Linked DNA regions of Mus musculus: all the other regions are linked to region 2. Evidence: chromatin contacts called from public HiChIP or PLAC-seq and promoter capture Hi-C data. All regions are on one chromosome and are shown on one strand. Each heading gives the region's core, a stretch centred on a gene start, on an enhancer-like site or on the middle of the called end of the contact. The rest is flanking DNA. Distances are from core to core; before and after follow the strand shown. Region 1 overlaps Rasa3 (RAS p21 protein activator 3). Region 2 holds the start of Gas6 (growth arrest specific 6). Region 3 holds the start of 1700029H14Rik (RIKEN cDNA 1700029H14 gene).

Region 1 (3,394 bases), core at 408-2,907, 100 kb after region 2:
TTAACTTTCCTCCCATGCCCCCCCAAATCTGTCTCCAGCTTAAGTCAAACAGTGATTTCAAGCCCTGCTAAGTCTTGTAAGCTGGGTGTAGCTGCTGAGTCACAGGACGGAAAGATTGACAGCAGCAACAGCAGCACCTGGAGTCTGAAATGGGAGGGGCAGGGGCCCCGCCTGCCTTTGGCAGTCTTATAGGTGCCCACGACGTGGTTCTCAAGCTTCTCCAAGACACTGAGTTAATCCTATGTGCTGGAGCTCATGTCTCTAGCAAGTAAATTGGCCACACACAGCGCCAAAATGCAGGGTCTCACACGGTAGGTACACGGTAGAAATGAGGTTGCCACCAGAGCAGATATGGTTTTAGAAGAGTCTGCCCTCGCTCCTACCATACCCTAACAGCCCAGTGGAGGTACTTCAGGGGCCTCAGACAAGGACAGACACTGCTGGCTTTGATTTTCAAAACCTACTAAACTGATATTTTCTGACCGCAAGTTCATGCATAGCGGGAGAGCCTGCGGTTGGAGTGAGCGCCCACTGCCTTGTCCCGCTCTGTGAGCTCTCCGACTGCCTGTATGGAAAGGGTTTCCTAGCCACACAGTGGTGGAGTACTACTCCCCACCACTGCTCCCCGCACCCCTCAGGCCGTAGACCTGCCTTCAGGCCTCTTGCTCCCTGCTTCCACCTAGCCTCCATTACAGAGGAGTTCATGGGATTGGCTCTGAAGATTGTCCACTGTTCTGACTCCTAACTTGATCCCACAGCACCCTTGATTATGCAGAATTACAGAGTCCCCATGGCTCTGACAGGACCAGTCTCAGGTCAGGAGCCCCACTCAGGCTACTCAGGAACCCACACTTGAGAAGCCCCACCCTCTGCAGCACTATAGCAGGCCTCCATGCCACCGAAGCTGTGTGGCTTTTTTTTAAAAAATCTATTAACTGTGTTTTTGTATCTGTGCAGTGTGTGTGTATGTGTGTAGGTCAAAAGTTGCTGTAGGATGTCTTTCCTCAACTGATCCTCACTGTTATTTTTGAGACAGGGTTTCTTTTCACTGATTTGGCTAGCCAATGAATATCAAGGACCCACCTGTCTCCTCACCCTAAGAACTAGAATCACAGGCGTGCACGCCCATACCTGGATTTTTAGTGGGTTTTGGGGACCTGAACTCAGGTCTCTATGTTTGCTTGTCCAATACTTTACTGACTGGGGCACCCCCCACCCCCCCACCCCCGGCATCCCACACTTCTTAAAAATTAAGGTCTAGCTATTTAACATCCCTTAATCTAAAAGTGGCTATGTAGACCAGTCTGTCTTTAAACTTGTGGCGATTTTTCTGAGTGCAAGGGAGTTACAGAGTTGGACCAGCATGTTATGGACAGATCACCATAACATGAGGCTATGAGCCACCTCCATCTTTCCCTTTCCCTCCTCCTGTGTGGTAGGCTCTGAAGGTGGGAACCGAGGCTTTGCTTGTCTCCCCAACCCCCCCAAACCTGGTGCTGAAGCACAAACAACAGGCACCAAGGCTGAGAGGAGCCTCCAGCCTCACCCTTCTTGACTCGCCCGCTCTGGTTCCGAGAGGCCCCAGGGTGCTCTGGGCTGAATCACTTCCCCTTTTTTTGCTCAAACCCTCACGTTTCCGGAGAAACGAACCTCGCCCTGCTTGGGGAAGCTGTGGTGAAGCACAAGCCTCAAAGCCAAACAACCCAACCCTGTGTCCTGGTAACTGTGACTCGGCCATTCCATCTGCCTCTTCTGACTGGAGCCAGATGGCTCAGGAAGAGACACTTGGCTTTGGTCTCCTGAGACTGAGGGAATCTCTAAGGGAACCAAATGCCATCCAGATCCGAGGCTCCCTGGGCTGGGCCAGGACAGCACCCGAGACACAGTCATGTGACTTGCTCCGGGTCTCTGCTGAGGCTCAAGGTTCTTCCCACCGAAGCACCGACCTCAAAATAAAACACCTCGTCAAACTGGGGGTTGTTGGTTTTCTTCTTCACCTTCGTTTTCTTTGCTTCAGACCTGTAGTGAAGAAAGGAAGGATTGGTTGGGAGAAAGAAAAAAAAATGGCCGTCAGCTCCAGATGGGTTTGAAACCAAGCTGTCAAGCATACAGTTGTTTACCACCTTTATTTATCTCGCAAGTATTGTCTCTCTCCACTCCCAGATGGTATGTAAAGCAGGGACCTTTTCTGAGCCCAAAATACCCAGTACAAGGCTCACAAAGGCTTTCCGGGAAACAAAGACAGTTTACAGCAATAAACCTATAAATCTATAAAACACATCCTACTTCAAAGTATACCTGCCCTCCCGTTAAAAAAGGTGCCAACCTCTTGGCTCCAGGGCTTTACCCCGCCCCCACCCCCCAGCCCCCATAACCCAGAACTGAAACTGGCAGGGCAGGGCATCAAAGGGACAACTTGCCTGAAGGGTCCGGCCAGCGTCACTGTGGCGTAAGGGTCACACTGCCCGTTCACAATGGGGAGACCCTGGCACTCGAAGATGCTGAGACACAGAAGACAGTGGTCAGGGAAAGGATGTGCCAAGCCAGTACTTACCGGGCCAGGTGTGCTATAGCCTGGCAAGTTCTGGCAAGAATGTGGATCAGCAGTTACCAAATGCTGCCGAAGGACAGGGGTCCAAGCAGGTGGCCTTCATCAAACTACGTCTTAGGGTATCGAGCCCTCTGGCTACCACCATCACAGCCTCTCCAAAGCACCTAGGTGACAGACAGCTAAGTACCAGCGTGTCACCCAGGGCCAGCACTGCCCTCTGCTGCTCAGAGGCCTGCACTCATAACTCCTTCATGGGTCCCCTCTTGCCTCCTGGGAGTGCAAGCTCTCAGCCTGGAATCCCACAACTGCCTATAGGCAGGAGATCTACAGTGACGGATCACGGTTGTCTATGTATTTTGACACCAGTATTTGCCTACACCGGCCTGTGAGTTCCGTATCTAGGCTTTCGGCTGACTCTTGGTTTTTAGTTCCCGTCTCCATTGATACTGGCCTTTGAGGCAGATGTTAGCCTCTGTGAAGTTTAGGAGGCTAGAAGAACACTAAGGGTTCCCTGGCTCCGGAGCTGGTGAACTAGCCAAGAGTGGGTGCTGGGGATGAAACGCTGGTCCTCTGCAAGAGCAGCAGATGCTCTTAACCACCAAGCCTTCTGCAGCCCAAATCTGGGATCCTTGAGATCCAGAAGCCATGTTTATCTGGCTTAGAATCAGGGATAGCCCCACACTGTGCACTTGTCTAAGTCCAACTTTTCAGGAATCAAGGTTCACGAACACAGGGCATGTTGCGTGGAAAATTAAATGGTAATCCATGCTACCGCCGTCATGGCACTGGCAGAAAAGTATCTTTCTCCTGCCTCCCATCTTCCTCTCTCCCACCCAGAAGTCC
Region 2 (3,155 bases), core at 44-2,543:
TGCTCCCCACCCGCCCGTATGCATGTTCTTAGCACAATTCCAGCCATCGTATTTTTGGACCTGCTGCAGCAAGCAATTCCAGCTTTGAGATCTTTCAATTCCTCTTTCAGGAAAACCCTGGGTCCCTCCGGAGGAAGACCAAAGAGGAGCCCCACCCCTCACCTCCAATCCAATAAAGGGACTGGCAGTCTTAGGAAGCCTTTGAGTTTCAAATCACTGCGGATTTTTCCCACGGGTACTTTCTTTTCGAGGGTAGGGGAAGATTTAGTTTCAGAGTCTACTGAAGGGATCTCAGTGGAGCCCACTCAAGGATACGCTTTCTACTCCTGAAGAGGAGAGGACTTGTGGGTCAACTGAGAAACTTGGGCTCAAGAATGGAGAAGTGCAAGGGGGTGCGAAGAAGGCTCAGTGTCTAAGAGTTCTGGGGTGCACGTGGTGGTGCGGTCCACACAAGGATCCTTACATCTCCAGAAAGGATGTTTGGGATTCGACAGTCCCCGGGTCTCCTGGACCCTCACAGGGTGGGAGTCGGAACTTGCGGCCCCCAAAAGTATGGGTTCTGGGACGCCCAGGACCCACCCCGCGACCCCTGGCGCACGCTCACCGTCTCGGGGTCGTTCTCGAACACCTCTCTGGCCTCCTCTTTGCTGCACACCTCCTCCACGCACTCCCGTTCCAGGTGGCCCTGCTTGGCCTCCTCGAAGACTTGGTAGGCGCGGCGCTGCCTGGGCCGCAGAAACTGCGCCGCCTCACGCGCCCGCAACAGCACAGCTGCAGAAAGAAGGGTGTACGGTCAACCTACACCCACTCGGGGCTGGAATGTAGGGGGTCTGGGATGCTGGGGATCGTAATGCCTGTGTGTCTGGGATGCTCCGGGTCCGTGATGCCTAGAGCTCAGAGGTCCGGGGACAGGATGCCAGGGTGTCTGGGGTACCCGGCACCAGGATGCTGCGCCGGGGTACAGGCCTGGAGCCCCACACCACGGGGTAGTGGGTTTGGGGGACCCCTGCGGTACTCACTGTGAGAAGACTCGGAAGCCAGCAGGAGCAGCAGAAGCGCAGTGCCCAGGGCGGCGGCGGGCCCGGGCGGTGGCGGCATGGCGAGGCCGGTGCCGGGGAGCCTAGCAGCCGGGAGCGTGCGGTCAGAGCACCCGGGAGGCTGAAGCGAGGCGCGGACGCCGCGAGACACGGGCTCCGGTCATCCTGGCTAAGCGACGGTGAAGGTCACATCCCTGCGGCGGCAGCGCCGCACCCGGCGCTCGCTGCGGTTCTGGGCCGTGAAGGAGGCAGCGGGTGAGGGCGGGGCTTAGGGCGGGTGGGGGTGGGGCCTAGTGTGAGTAGGGCGGGGCCTTTGGGGGCGGGGCCGAGCTGGGTGAGGCAAGGCAGGCTGACTGGTTCGACTCCAGTATCCTCAAAATTTCACTGCTAGAATGCGGTAAAATGAAAGGAGAATTGTATCTGGGCATCTGCCCAGGTACAATTTGACCGTTTTCTATCCTCCTCTGCAGACATCGTTTTCGGAATCTTCATTCTTGGGCACATTTTCTAAAGAGATGCAACATCCACTAAGGAAACAATAACTGTGGCCACACCCAGTGGCGTGGAGGTCCACGGTGCAAGATGTTATTCCCTCTGAAATCTGATTTCCACACCACAGGCTGAAAGCAGCATTGTGTATTTTCCAGTACCAAAGCTTTCTGGCTCTTGTCTCAGGGCACTTTGCAAGGTCATAGATGCACACACACACACACACACACACACACACACACACACCTTGCAGACCAATCACAGAATGCAGATATGCAGCAGCCTGCCAAAACCCAATAGGGTAGATGTTCCTGAGACATCCTTACCTCAGCATTTTGATAGAAAAGGATAAGGAGTCACCCTCCCCCTCTTTTCTGGGTGAATGCAACCCAGATTCTTGGGAGCACACAAGGTCAATACTGGTGGAATTCTTCTTTAAGGTCATCCGTTTGAAGGTGGGGCTAACAAATATCTTAATTTCAGAGAAATGACTGCCATGGGAATCATCTTGAAAGGGAATTAAAAATTGGATAAGCTGTGCCTGCTTCCAGACCAGAATCACGGCACTCCCAGGAAACCAAGCCAAGAACTTCAGAAGCCAGAGAGCACCCCGAATTTCCTAAGGCTGCCCCAGGCCTACAGACACCATGTGCTTGGAATGAATATTTGCCGTATTAATTTTCTGCTCTTTCTTAAGAAGGAACACTGTTTTCAAAAGTGGTGTTGGTTATTCACGAACACTCATTCCAAGCCAAGTAGAGGTCCGCCATTTCTGAAGGTTCTGAGGAACGGGCATGGGTGGAGGTCAGGTGGTTTGCATGTCTGCAGTTGCTGCTGCCTGTACACCTGTGGAAGGTTGGAGGAAAGATGATTTGATTTTTCTAGTTACTTGAATCCCTTCCTCCCCCCTCCCCCCATGAGAGACAGCTTCTCTGGCTTCTATGGTGTGGTCGTGACTCAGACAACCAGGACCCAGCACCACCTCAGCTCGATGGAGTTATCCAGATCTTTTGGCTTCCTTTAGCCTTGACCTCAGTCTCCCCTACATTCCCAGTGCATTCTTTCTGCTGGGCATCCCAGTAAAGATGCCTCACATTATACAGACCGTTGGTTTAATGAAGAGAGAGCATCCTCCTGGATTTGGCTTAGAAAACAGAGCAAAGAGGAAGCAAATGTGGAGGGAAGTGGAAGGCTGGATGGAGGGCACTCAACCGAGTCATCAACACAAACAAACAACAAACAAAACAAATGAAACAAACAAACAAACAAACAAACAATTCCCTTTCCAAGGCAGCCATGGGAAACCTGTAAGAAACGACCCGGGTAAATATTTCACATTTGAAGTGCCCTGCAATGGAAATGGTGAGGCTCAGCCCCACAGGGCAGGAGGTTGGAGCCATCTGGGGTGTTGCGAATGATCTGGCTACAGAAAGGAAAGCTGGTTGCTTCTCTTGTCAGGAATAAGCTCAGGTGGGCTGTGGAGATTGGGTGGAAGCATTGTGTCTGGATGGAACCAGTTCTGCACAGTCCCCAAGGCCACTTCTCTGTGCAATACACTTGAACTGAGATTGCTCTTGTTCTTCTTTAAAATGAGTTGTCCTGGAAACAAACCAACATTCAGTTTGGTTT
Region 3 (3,155 bases), core at 438-2,937, 68 kb after region 2:
GAGCTGTGCCAGGTGATCCTGGTTTTGGGGGGTGGGGGCAGGGAGGGCGCTAGTTGGCTGTGAGCTCTTCCAACTTGGCGTACTCCTTCTGCATGTAACTTCCTCCCCCAAACTTCCAGGGACCTGGCAGTTCAGCATAGTGTTCAATGGGAAGAGTTGTGCACAGATAACGTCTTTGAGGCTATATTCTGGGCTCTCCCCCAGAGTTGCCGTCTGGGCCAGACCTCAGCTGGAATTACCTGTTCCCCACAGTGGCTTTGTGACTCAGACAGAAATTCCAAAGTGCTAGAGAAGAGTTCTTATAGATCAAGCCCAGAGCGTGAGTTGGAGGGCTCCCTTACAGAGCTGGCTGGCCCTTTCCTGGGGGTTAACTTGCAGGCTAGTTGAGGGAAGTACAGGACAAACTTCCTCACCAGTTGATCCTCTTAGTCTTTCCATCCATTTCAAACCTCACCCCAATCTCCCATGCCTTCTCTCATAGAGATGCCGGCTGCTTAGCCACCTGCCTCCTTTCCAGAAAGGAGCCTGTCCCTTCTTGTACTTAGCACACCTGGCCTTGGTCTGTACCCTGTGTCCCTTTCTCAGGAGATCCCGTGCTTGTCTCTGCATTGTCTGAAGTGCTGTACTCAGAGTTGTTGACATCTGTGGATGTCCCAACAGTGAGAAGCAGAAGGCTGAGGCCTTCTGGCCAGGGCTGAGGGATGTTACACAGCTCTGCACTGTAATTCAGACCTTGGCAGTTCTCACATGCCCCAGGGAGAAAAAAGGGTAGGTTTCAGTTCAATCCCAGCCTCAGATAACAGTCTAGAGGGTCAAATAATGAAGGTGCCTGATAGGAGGTCTGCTGGTGACTTATTTTCAGAAGATTTAAAAATGGACGGGGAGGGTTGGAGAAACGGTGCTCAATGTAATTCCAAAGGTCTCAATTTTGATTTCCAAAACGCACATGGGACTCAAGTCTAATTCCAATGCCAGGGGATCCAAGGCCCTCTTTTGGTCTCTGCAGCACTGCATGTCCATAGTGTACATACACACGTGCAGGCAAAACACCCATATGTAAGATAAAAGGACTGGAAGCTCCCCACACTCCCAGAAACATGTACACATGTGACTGTGTTCCAGAAGACGCTAACTATTAGGAGACTCTTCCAGCCCTGATCTTTCTTATTAAGAAAAGCCCCAAGCAAAGAGCGGTCAAAAGAAAGGCAGGGTTTCCATTGCTTGGTGCAGTTCTGGAGTTGGAAACCAGCTACCTTCTCCTAATGGCAATGTGTCTTGCATGATACACCTACTGCCCATGTCCAGATGTCCACAAACTGTACTTTCTTAAGGCTGGGCCAGGTCTGCCTGCCCTCCCAGTCCTCCAGGAGGGAGCCACCCCTTACCTAGCTCCTTGCGTAGCAGCTTCCTGATGCAGACTGGTGGATCCCCCTTCTGGTGCAAGCCACCCACACTCCTGCTCCTCTGGAGTTCCGCCCCGTCACTGGCGGCCTTGAGGTATGCAGGGGTTATTCCTGAGGGCAGGGCGCCAGGCCCAGGCCGGTGCTTCCTGTGCGCGGCGGGGTCCTTCTCCATCCTGACCCAGAGGGAAGGAGGGCGTCACCAGCACAGCCTCAGACCAAAGGCATCTCTGCCAGCCTCTCCCTGCCTCTCTGCCAGCAAAGTGGTCCAGCGCGATCTCACTCACTGTTGCTATGACGCTGCTGTGACATCACAAGATAGAGCTGGATGGTTGTTGAGGGCTGTCCCAGAGGTCATGCTGGCTCTAGGTTTTTTGGTTTGGTTTTTTTTTTTTTTTTTTTTTTTTTTTTTGAGTTTGGCAGTTTGCTATCTGCCACTTTCCTGTACTTCGGTATTCTTTAACAGCGAGGGGCTTCTAGATGGCAGTGTCTCACAAATGTGTGCTCCTGAAGCCAGTGCTCTCTCCCATTTGAGAATCTTCCTGTTTCTATGGGCGTGAGGATGGCAGGAAGCAGAGTCAGGAAAATAAATGGCCCTGGGGCAGTGTGATCTGGTTTACATTCAGGCCCGTGGGTCAAAACTTACCACTGAGAGCAGGGCTTGGTGGGAGACATTTTGATGACTTACACAGACAGAGAAACCTGCCCACACAGGACCTCGACCTCAGTTGGGAACATGTCTCCCAGCTGAAGGCTAGAAATCAAGGAGGGGCAGGGATGTCTCCCCTGCAGCCTCTCCCAGGGTCTACAGATGTCATCTTCATGGACTATCCCCCCAATCTGTTTCTTCAGCTCCTCTATGACAGCAAACACAGTGGATTGGGGCTCCCCCCTGGTGCCAACATAGCATACAACTCTCCCCTGAGGGGATAGACATTTGCTTTACAGCTAAATACAAGTGACCACTGCCTCAGAGCACATTCAAACGAACACAAACTCAGTGTTCCAACCTACTAACCGTTGGACAAATTTTTTTCTTTTAAATTATGAGTATGTGTATGTCTGCGTGTGGATATGTGTTATGTGGATACGTGTTAGGGATTGGTCTGGTGCTGCTGTGTATTCAAATGCTAAATACTGGCTCCCAAGACCTGGTTGTGCCCAGTGAGCAGATCCTTATGTATACCAGTGATGCTATGAAAACCTTGCTCCCCAATTTAAAACCACTGGCTAAATAAAGGTGGCTATAGCCAGTTACTGGGGAGAATATGAAAGATGCGGTTTCAGACACTGGGCTGGGGGTTGCAGGTGGGGACCACGAGGAGGAGAAAGAGGGTGGATGAAGAGGGAACCGGAGACTCCCATTACATGTGATGGAGCAGGATCAGGTGCCCAAATGAAACGCACCCCCACCCCACCCCCAACCCCAGGTCAGACTTCTGGACCAGAAGTAACTGAGGTGGGATTCGAACAGCCAATTTTTGCTTTGGAGGAGAGCAGCTGAGAACAATACAGGCAGCCACGTGAAGTTAGAAAGGATTGCTGCATTAGATTAGCAGATAAAAATAAAAATAACTCCATGCAGAAAAAAGAAGGTATGTTATGTTGGGAGATTTTACATTTGTTCCATAGGAAAAGAAAAGCTATGGAGTCCTTCCAAATTGTTAAAGATCAATAAAGATCAGATACGACTGGAGAAGAGTCAAACCGCAAGTATTGGGGGAGTGCAGCTGGGAAATTAAGTATAATAATCTA

The links. Promoter capture Hi-C pulls out the DNA fragments that hold promoters and counts their contacts. HiChIP or PLAC-seq counts read pairs in DNA pulled down with a chosen protein or histone mark.
Region 1: a contact with region 2 is called in a CTCF HiChIP or PLAC-seq map of the NIH/3T3 cell line, with 9 read pairs. The contact joins the enhancer-like site here to the promoter of Gas6 in region 2. A contact is called at or near these places in 1 of 39 promoter capture datasets (the 3T3-L1 cell line), 1 of 15 datasets of contacts at CTCF or cohesin (the NIH/3T3 cell line), 1 of 484 Hi-C or Micro-C datasets (nephron progenitors), 4 of 115 datasets of contacts at active chromatin or transcription factors (embryonic stem cells, intestinal crypt epithelium, intestinal villus epithelium and 1 more) and 2 of 9 other capture datasets (liver and pancreatic islet).
Region 3: a contact with region 2 is called in a promoter capture Hi-C map of 3T3-L1-derived adipocytes, with 5 times the contacts expected there. The contact joins the promoter of 1700029H14Rik here to the promoter of Gas6 in region 2. A contact is called at or near these places in 2 of 39 promoter capture datasets (the 3T3-L1 cell line and 3T3-L1-derived adipocytes), 3 of 484 Hi-C or Micro-C datasets (Sertoli cells, embryonic fibroblasts and tail fibroblasts), 3 of 115 datasets of contacts at active chromatin or transcription factors (embryonic stem cells and pancreatic cancer cells) and 1 of 9 other capture datasets (liver).

The regions. Positions count from the first base shown.
Region 1 is chr8:13,593,389-13,596,782 of GRCm38.p6, forward strand. It overlaps Rasa3 (RAS p21 protein activator 3), which reads right to left. Exons shown (of 24, transcript NM_009025.2): 6 at 2,421-2,501; 7 at 1,947-2,019. Among named protein-coding and RNA genes, the nearest start is that of Gm34795, 11 kb to the left of the region's middle. Within about 2 kb of position 1,658, at least 197 of the 459 cell types and tissues checked have an H3K27ac peak or open chromatin away from gene starts, as enhancers often do. A contact at or near this core is called in the NIH/3T3 cell line, liver and pancreatic cancer cells, where this site is marked.
Region 2 is chr8:13,493,242-13,496,396 of GRCm38.p6, forward strand. Gas6 (growth arrest specific 6) reads right to left here and starts at 1,294. Exons shown (of 15, transcript NM_019521.2): 1 at 1,020-1,294; 2 at 605-771. The coding sequence starts at 1,098. It also overlaps a transcript of Tmem255b not described here.
Region 3 is chr8:13,560,774-13,563,928 of GRCm38.p6, forward strand. It overlaps 1700029H14Rik (RIKEN cDNA 1700029H14 gene), which reads right to left and starts at 1,688. Exons shown (of 9, transcript NM_025601.3): 1 at 1,386-1,688. The coding sequence starts at 1,575.